Regions from separate parts of the Mus musculus genome. Here region 2 is linked to region 1. A link is a contact called in public promoter capture Hi-C data. All regions are on one chromosome and are shown on one strand. The core of a region is the stretch at or near the end of the contact, and the rest is flanking DNA. Distances in the headings are between cores, read along the strand shown. Region 1 holds the start of Tubb4b (tubulin, beta 4B class IVB). Region 2 holds the start of Rpl12 (ribosomal protein L12).

Evidence for each region. Promoter capture Hi-C pulls out the DNA fragments that hold promoters and counts their contacts.
Region 2: a promoter capture Hi-C map of stem cell-derived epiblast-like cells shows a contact between it and region 1, with 2.9 times the contacts expected there. The contact joins the promoter of Rpl12 here to the promoter of Tubb4b in region 1.

The regions. Positions count from the first base shown.
Region 1 is chr2:25,222,955-25,226,417 of GRCm38.p6, reverse strand. It overlaps Tubb4b (tubulin, beta 4B class IVB), which reads left to right and starts at 1,716. Exons shown (of 4, transcript NM_146116.2): 1 at 1,716-1,884; 2 at 2,186-2,294; 3 at 2,374-2,484; 4 at 3,050-3,463. The coding sequence starts at 1,828.
Region 2 is chr2:32,960,275-32,963,769 of GRCm38.p6, reverse strand. Rpl12 (ribosomal protein L12) reads right to left here and starts at 2,058. Exons shown (of 7, transcript NM_009076.3): 1 at 1,931-2,058; 2 at 1,648-1,721; 3 at 1,098-1,196; 4 at 704-785; 5 at 187-273; 6 at 1-29. The coding sequence starts at 1,967. Lrsam1 (leucine rich repeat and sterile alpha motif containing 1) reads left to right here and starts at 2,129. Exons shown (of 26, transcript NM_199302.3): 1 at 2,129-2,208; 2 at 2,515-2,726. Snora65 (small nucleolar RNA, H/ACA box 65) reads right to left here and starts at 469; the gene lies at 352-469.

The DNA.
Region 1 (3,463 bases), core at 467-2,966:
GGAAAGGACAAGACAGTCAGATCTTTCTGGAGATCCTGGTCAGTATAGTAAATATGAACACTAGGACTGCGGTTTTTTTTTTTTTGTTTTTGTTTTTGTTTTTGTTTTTTTGAGACAGGGTTTCTCTGTGTAGCCCTGGCTGTCCTGGAACTCACTCTGTAGACGAGGTTGGTCCCAAACTCAGAAATCCACCTGCTTCTGCCTCCGAGTGCTGGGATTAAAGGCATGCGCCACCACTGCCCGGCAGGACTGCATTTTGTATATAGCGACAGAATGCCACTGCTCAGGATACAGGACTCTGCTTGTCCTGGTGGGGTTTTTTCCTGTGACATGGTTGGTAGGTACTTGGATACCACAACCAACAGGGATTGCCTAACACCCTTAGTTTTGAAGGTAGTTCATTCCAAAAGCCAGAAGTGGCTAGACTGAGACAGACCCATTGTATAATATTCCTTTAAAAAGTTACACATCAGACATGAAGACTAAGAACTGTAGTCCTTGCATTCTGGAGGCTAAGGCAGAATTCCAGGTTACAGGCCAGACGACTCTGTCTCATAAGCAATGGCGTAGAGAAATTACCAACTAGACCATTTTGTGGGCAGAAAGATATTGGGGATCAAAATGCCAAGGTGGGGGGAGCAAATGGAGAAAAAGGATTGTTTCAGAACTACTTGCCTTCGAGAGGTAGCTGACTTGGGAGGGAAGGTTAAAGTTAAGGTGAACAGAAATCACTTTAAGAGACCTGCTCTTCTGGTAAACAGAAACTTTTAAGCTTGTTTACCTGGTCAAGTCCTGTTTAGGACAATGTCAGCACTACCATTTTGGGGGTAGGGGTGCTTTGGACCTGACCCTGAAAAAAAAAAAAAGAAATATGTACATGTATTGCTCTCCATTACAGGACAGGGACTTGCACACGTTTGTTTGTTTGTTTTTCCCTCTAACAGTCATGGCCAGGCATGCCCAGCCCTGTAGTCTCCATGCAGCTCTGTGCGCACTTGGAACTCAGGCTCCAAGGAAACCGGCTCTTGGCCAGCAAGTTTCCACAACATCTAGGGAGGCCGAAGGGGCGGAGGGATGGCCCTCCCAGGGGTGGGGTGGGGAGGGGAAGAGAGAAGGGGGGGGGGGAGAGGGGAGGGGGGAGAGAGAGAGAGACAGATAGAGACAGAGGACCCCGCGCCTGCCCAGTGCGTCCCGGAAGGGCCCGGCGCCTCATCCAGAGCCTATTATTGTTAGCGTTTCAATTCGCCTCAGCTTGAGGCTTGCAAGGTGTGTTCCGGATCGACAATGCCTGCCCGCGTCTCCTTTCTCTCCCCGCAGCAGCTGCCAGACCTACCAAGCCGCCCGAGCCCACAAAGCTCTGAAAAGTCGCCCCCTCCCTTTCAGCCGGAAGCTGGCTTTCCACGTCCCACCCGCGCGCTGCACTGCGGCGGTTACCAGGACGCCAAAACAGCGCAGCCAATAGTGTCAGGCTCTCGGAGTGCTCCCAGGAGGCAGCCAATGGAAGTGCAAATCAATCATTTGAAACACCCAATGGATTGAGCACTGCGGCGCCAGGGCGGGGATTGTGATAGGGGGAGCCGTAGGCAAGCGTGACCAATAATGAGAGTATATTGTTGGGAAGGCGGGCCCCAGACCGCTCGATTGACGGAAATGTAGCCAATCAGACAAGGATAATTCGTGGCCTCGTTCTGAAAGCCCAATCCTGTGCTGACGAGGGCGGGTCATAAGAGGTATATAAATGTTGGCAGAGCGTCGGTTGTAGCACTCTGTGCGCCTGCTCCTCCCGAAGTGCTCCTCTTCTACAGCTGTTCCGCAGTCGCCGCCGCCATGAGGGAGATCGTGCACCTGCAGGCTGGGCAGTGCGGCAACCAGATTGGCGCCAAGGTAGGAGGCTAGGTTTCTGCGAGCCAGACGCCACTGGGACAGCCAGCCGGGGAAGATGGCGGAAGCGGCCCGGAGCGTCGCCCTTCATTGCGTCCTGGATACCGGCGTACGCTGGGCCGAGACGTAGCGCCGGTGGCTGGTGTCGGTGGGGCGGACGGTGCGCGGCCCTTAGGGATTCGTCGCCCTGGCGCTCCTGAGACTGGAGGGAGGGGGAGGGCCTGCCGCACCCATCCGGGGCGGGGCTGCCTTGGAGCGCACCGGCCGGCCGGCGTGACTCAGCTAACGCCCGACTCCCTTGCAGTTCTGGGAGGTAATCAGCGACGAGCATGGCATTGATCCCACTGGCACTTACCACGGAGATAGCGACCTCCAGCTGGAGCGCATCAACGTGTACTACAACGAAGCCACCGGTAAGGCTCCTCTACCCCATCCATCCTCCTCACCACCCTTCCAGTTTGAGCACACTTGACGTCCCCCTGTCCCAACCAGGTGGCAAGTATGTGCCCCGCGCCGTGCTCGTGGACTTGGAGCCCGGCACCATGGACTCGGTGCGTTCAGGGCCCTTCGGGCAGATCTTCAGACCTGATAACTTCGTCTTTGGTGAGTGTGGTGGAGGTGTGGACGGGCTTGCTACCCATGAGGCTCAAAGGTCAAGGGGCTGACCTAAAGTTCTTCCTTAATAGCCACCAGGTGTACACTTTCTTGCCCTCTGAGTCACTCAATCCCTTGGCCGAAAGCAGCTTTAGGAGGAAGGTCCAACTGACTGCGGGTAGATTAGTTGCTAGTAGAGAGTATGAGAAGACCTGACCTAGTGGCAGGGGCCCTGTACTCTCCTTGAACATTGGCAGGGGTGCCTTTGGAAGTATTTACTGTCTTAGCTCTAGTGTGTTCTGTACATCTCCGTCTGGTCTCCCCCACCCCCCATCCCCAATCTATGTATCCCTGCCTGGCCTCTTTAACTGTAGACCAGGCTGACCTTAAACTCAGAACTACCTGCCTACCAAGTGCTGGGATTAAAAGCTTGTGCCATTATGCACAGCACCCCCTCTCCCCTTTTTTTTAACATGGCAGATTGTTTTGGGTCTGTACACTTTATTCAGTGTCACCTCATGTCATTTGGCCCCTTGGGCACATACTTAGTGTGACCTACTGTTTTCTCTTACAGGTCAGAGTGGGGCTGGGAACAACTGGGCCAAGGGGCACTACACAGAAGGTGCAGAGCTGGTTGACTCGGTGTTGGACGTTGTGAGAAAGGAAGCTGAGAGCTGTGACTGCCTGCAGGGCTTCCAGCTGACCCACTCCCTGGGTGGGGGGACTGGGTCTGGGATGGGTACCCTCCTTATCAGCAAGATCCGGGAGGAGTACCCAGACAGAATCATGAACACCTTCAGTGTGGTACCTTCCCCCAAGGTGTCGGACACAGTGGTTGAGCCCTACAATGCCACCCTTTCAGTCCACCAGCTGGTTGAAAACACAGATGAGACCTATTGTATTGATAATGAAGCACTTTATGACATCTGCTTCAGAACCCTAAAGCTGACCACACCCACTTACGGTGACCTGAACCATCTAGTGTCCG
Region 2 (3,495 bases), core at 809-3,308, 7.7 Mb before region 1:
TGCAGTACCCAGGATCTCCTTGATAGTTCCTACAGTAAGAATGGTGGCCTCAGTCACAGGGGAAAGAATTCCAGGGTTCCATTGCAGGAACACAGGGAAAAAATATGGATCCATGGGAAAATCCAAATCTTGAACCTTCAACAGCAAAGTGGCAGCCACCACTCAGGGAAAATAGCGTGCTCTTACCAGAAAGTTCTCTAGCCAAAGACCGGTGTCTCATCTGCCGGGCAATGTTGACAATCTCATCAAAAGTAATGTTCCCACTGTGTTTAACTGCAGAAAGCAAGTACAGGGCCTTTTACAGCTTCCCCTGTCTTCTGAGATCATGGCTCCATTTTACCTATCGCTGGGCTGTTCCCATGCTTTCGGCACAGAGCCATCCACATGTAGGACAGCCCTGTTTCCTAAAAGCTGGGGCTCACTGTCAGCTCACCACTGGATTGCACCAGCCAACAATACTGGTCAGGTGCAGTGGCGGGTGGCTGGGGCACAAGCAAGTCCTCACCAGCAGCCCTAACACGATTTTAGGGATGGAAACAGATAAAGTTAAACCCCTGAGGCACTGTTTCATTTCTGCACCCAGGAAAGGGAACAGACAACAGACGCCTACTGTGATCTCATTCCACCCCTAGGTCCCAAGAAAGGGGTCGACACAGCTGAGTAGCACACTGCAGCGGAAACCCAGGGAGTGGGGCCGACTCACTGTTCTTCTGCTTCTTCCTGTCTCTCGGTGGCTCCTTGAGGGCTTTGATGATCAGGGCTGAGGCAGAAGGCACCACCTCGATCTGCAAAGAGACTTGATGTGAACACAGCCCAGAAAACCAACCACCACCAGACACGCTAAAGGGCCCCGAAAAAACAGCTCGGCTAGCTAAGGTGCTTCCTGCTGGCCTCACCTCCAGAGTTGAATCCCTAGCATGGCGGACTCCTGCACCCTGGCACCTACTACTGACTTACAGTGAACCCTGTCGTATAGCCCTCCCACAAGGATAAAATCCGATTCACCGGGACAGGGAAATCTTTGCCAAGACCCATGATTCCTGAGGGCTGCTATCTCAACCCTTCCCTCAACCCCCCACAGCAAGCAATGTAAATACCTGGGCCTGTCTGTTCTGGATGGTCAGTTTCACTGTAATTCTGAGACCCTTCCAGTCACCGGTAGCCTTGGCAATGTCATCGCCAACTTTCTTCGGAGACTGTAGAAATAATAGCATTCGTTACCATGTGCCCAAAGTTGAAGCCAGGACCTTCAAGCTCACCGCCAGCCCTCCTCACCGTCCCACAGGAGCCTGCCCACAATGGCTCCACATCCTTCTTCACTAAGACAACTCTGCAGTAAGGGCTAACAAAGCAAAACACTTTCTGCTGCAATGGGGAACCCTCGGAGCTTTAAACACTAGGTTCCCGTGCGTTACCCACGGAGGCTAGTGGATTTAAGCAAGTCCAATGGCTGCCTCAACCGGGCTGTGGCACGAGCCTCCGTGCACGTGTTATCTCAGTTTTCCTTTGCGTCCCAAGTCCCAGCACCCACATCCCGGCCTGCACCAGGGACATGGTGGCCTCTTCTGCCCTCCACGGGGACAGAACACATCTACAGGCCAAACAGCATGCACGTTAGAGGTCTACGGCTCGGGAGCGACGACTTACCAGACCCAGAGGACCGATCTTCGGGGCCAAGGCGGATGTGGCGCCGACCTCGCCTCCGGTGCACCTCAGGTACACTGAAGAAAAAGCAAAATCAGAACCTCTGCGGCGCAGGCCGCCCTGCGCGCTGCCGTCGGGCTTCAGATGTCCCGGGCCAGGCCTTACCCTAAGGCGCACGGGCCGCCAGAGCGTCGGGCTCCCTCCCCTCTTACACACGTGGCAGCCAAGGCCCAAGGGAGACCCGCCAGGCCCCGGGACAGCACCCGGGCGCGGCGAGGGCACGCACCGACTTTGACCTCGTTGGGGTCGAACTTGGGCGGCATGGTGGAGGCGGCTGGTGTCGGATGAACCCGGATTCGGGACGACCGAAGAAAGTTGCACCGTTGCCTCCTCCGAGCCGAAAGCCGAAAAGACGGATCCTGCTCCGCCCACGCCGGATATAGGCGGAAAAGCTCAGCTCTCGCGAGAACCGCTGGCCCCACCCAGTCTCTGGGCGACACCCTGGTCGCCCTGTTTCTTATGGGCAGGCGTCTGCGGCAGAGGACTGCAGAGCTTGGTCTGTGGGTGAGCTCGGGATTCGGAAGGGGTAAATGTTCGGAGCACCTTGCCTGGGCAACAGAGTAGGGCTGCACCAGAGGTCCTGGTTCCTGGTCCACGTTCCCTTCTCTTGACGGTGACTCTGGAGCCCCTGGGACCCAGCCCAGGGCCCCGCCCCTCCCCTAAGGGATCTGCACCTGACTTGAGCGACCCTAGTACCAGTGCCACCCTAGTACCCTCCTAACCTGTTTGCGGTATGTGCATGTTAGTTACAGAAACAAACTATTCGAGTCTAATCACGAGTCTTTAATTCTGCAATTCCTTGGTTTCTAGAATCTCGAGACTTTGTCATCCTGAGTTGCGTGTCTTTCTGAAATTTAAAGTTTCGGTGCTCACTTCTATGTTTGAAGGAGACCGGACACCAGCTCAGCTTTTGGGGGCCAATGGTTTGTATCTGTGGCCAAGTCTTCGGAGTGACTGGCCTACCTTGAGGTCCACCCAAGAATCGGAACATCGGTGGAGGACCTCCCCATCCACAGAGCCAGGTTAGCCGCTGGCCAGCCCTGCCAGGGAAGGATGGGTGTGGTTCTTCCCAGCCAAGCTGGACCATCAGGAAAGTTCAAACCAGAACTGAACGAGCCCTGCTGAGAACGGTGAGGGAGGGGGAATTGGCAGAGATAGTCATTGAAGAAGGTATTTGGAAATGTAGATCTGGAGGATGGGGGCGAGGGAGGCTAGTCATTAGTGAGCCATCTGTAAGGGATTTAAGTCGTGGCCATCAGATAGGGATGGAGGGAGCTGTCTCTCAGGAGTGCTGCAATTGAGTGCGGAGAGTCCTGAGCAGGCCCTGCAGGCCCAGCAACCTCCTCTGACAGCCCACGCCCACAAATGGAGACCTGAAATCCCTCAGGACCACATGTGTCCTCTACTGCAAGGCTCCTCCAGCCCTCTTCTCCTTAGCAACTGTAATAGTACCTGAGTGCATTTGTCATGTGTGTGGTACCCTGTGGCAGAGTCTATGGCATAGACCTGACATACATGAAGTCACTGACCCCACAGAGGCCAGCATTGGCAACATTGCTCCATATTACAAATGAGGAAACCGGCTCCGACCAGTGACACAAAGTGACACAGCTAATGTCTTAGGTGTCAGAGCCCATGCCGTGAGTTACACACTTCCTCCAAATGATTATGTCCTTCCTATTGCTGGCCCTTAGACAGCACTGGAAGTTGCAGCCAGCTATGGGCAGCCAGCTACTGAATTCAGGACACAATGATTAACTTGGCTAAACTGGGAGGTCCAAGGAGCCGTGC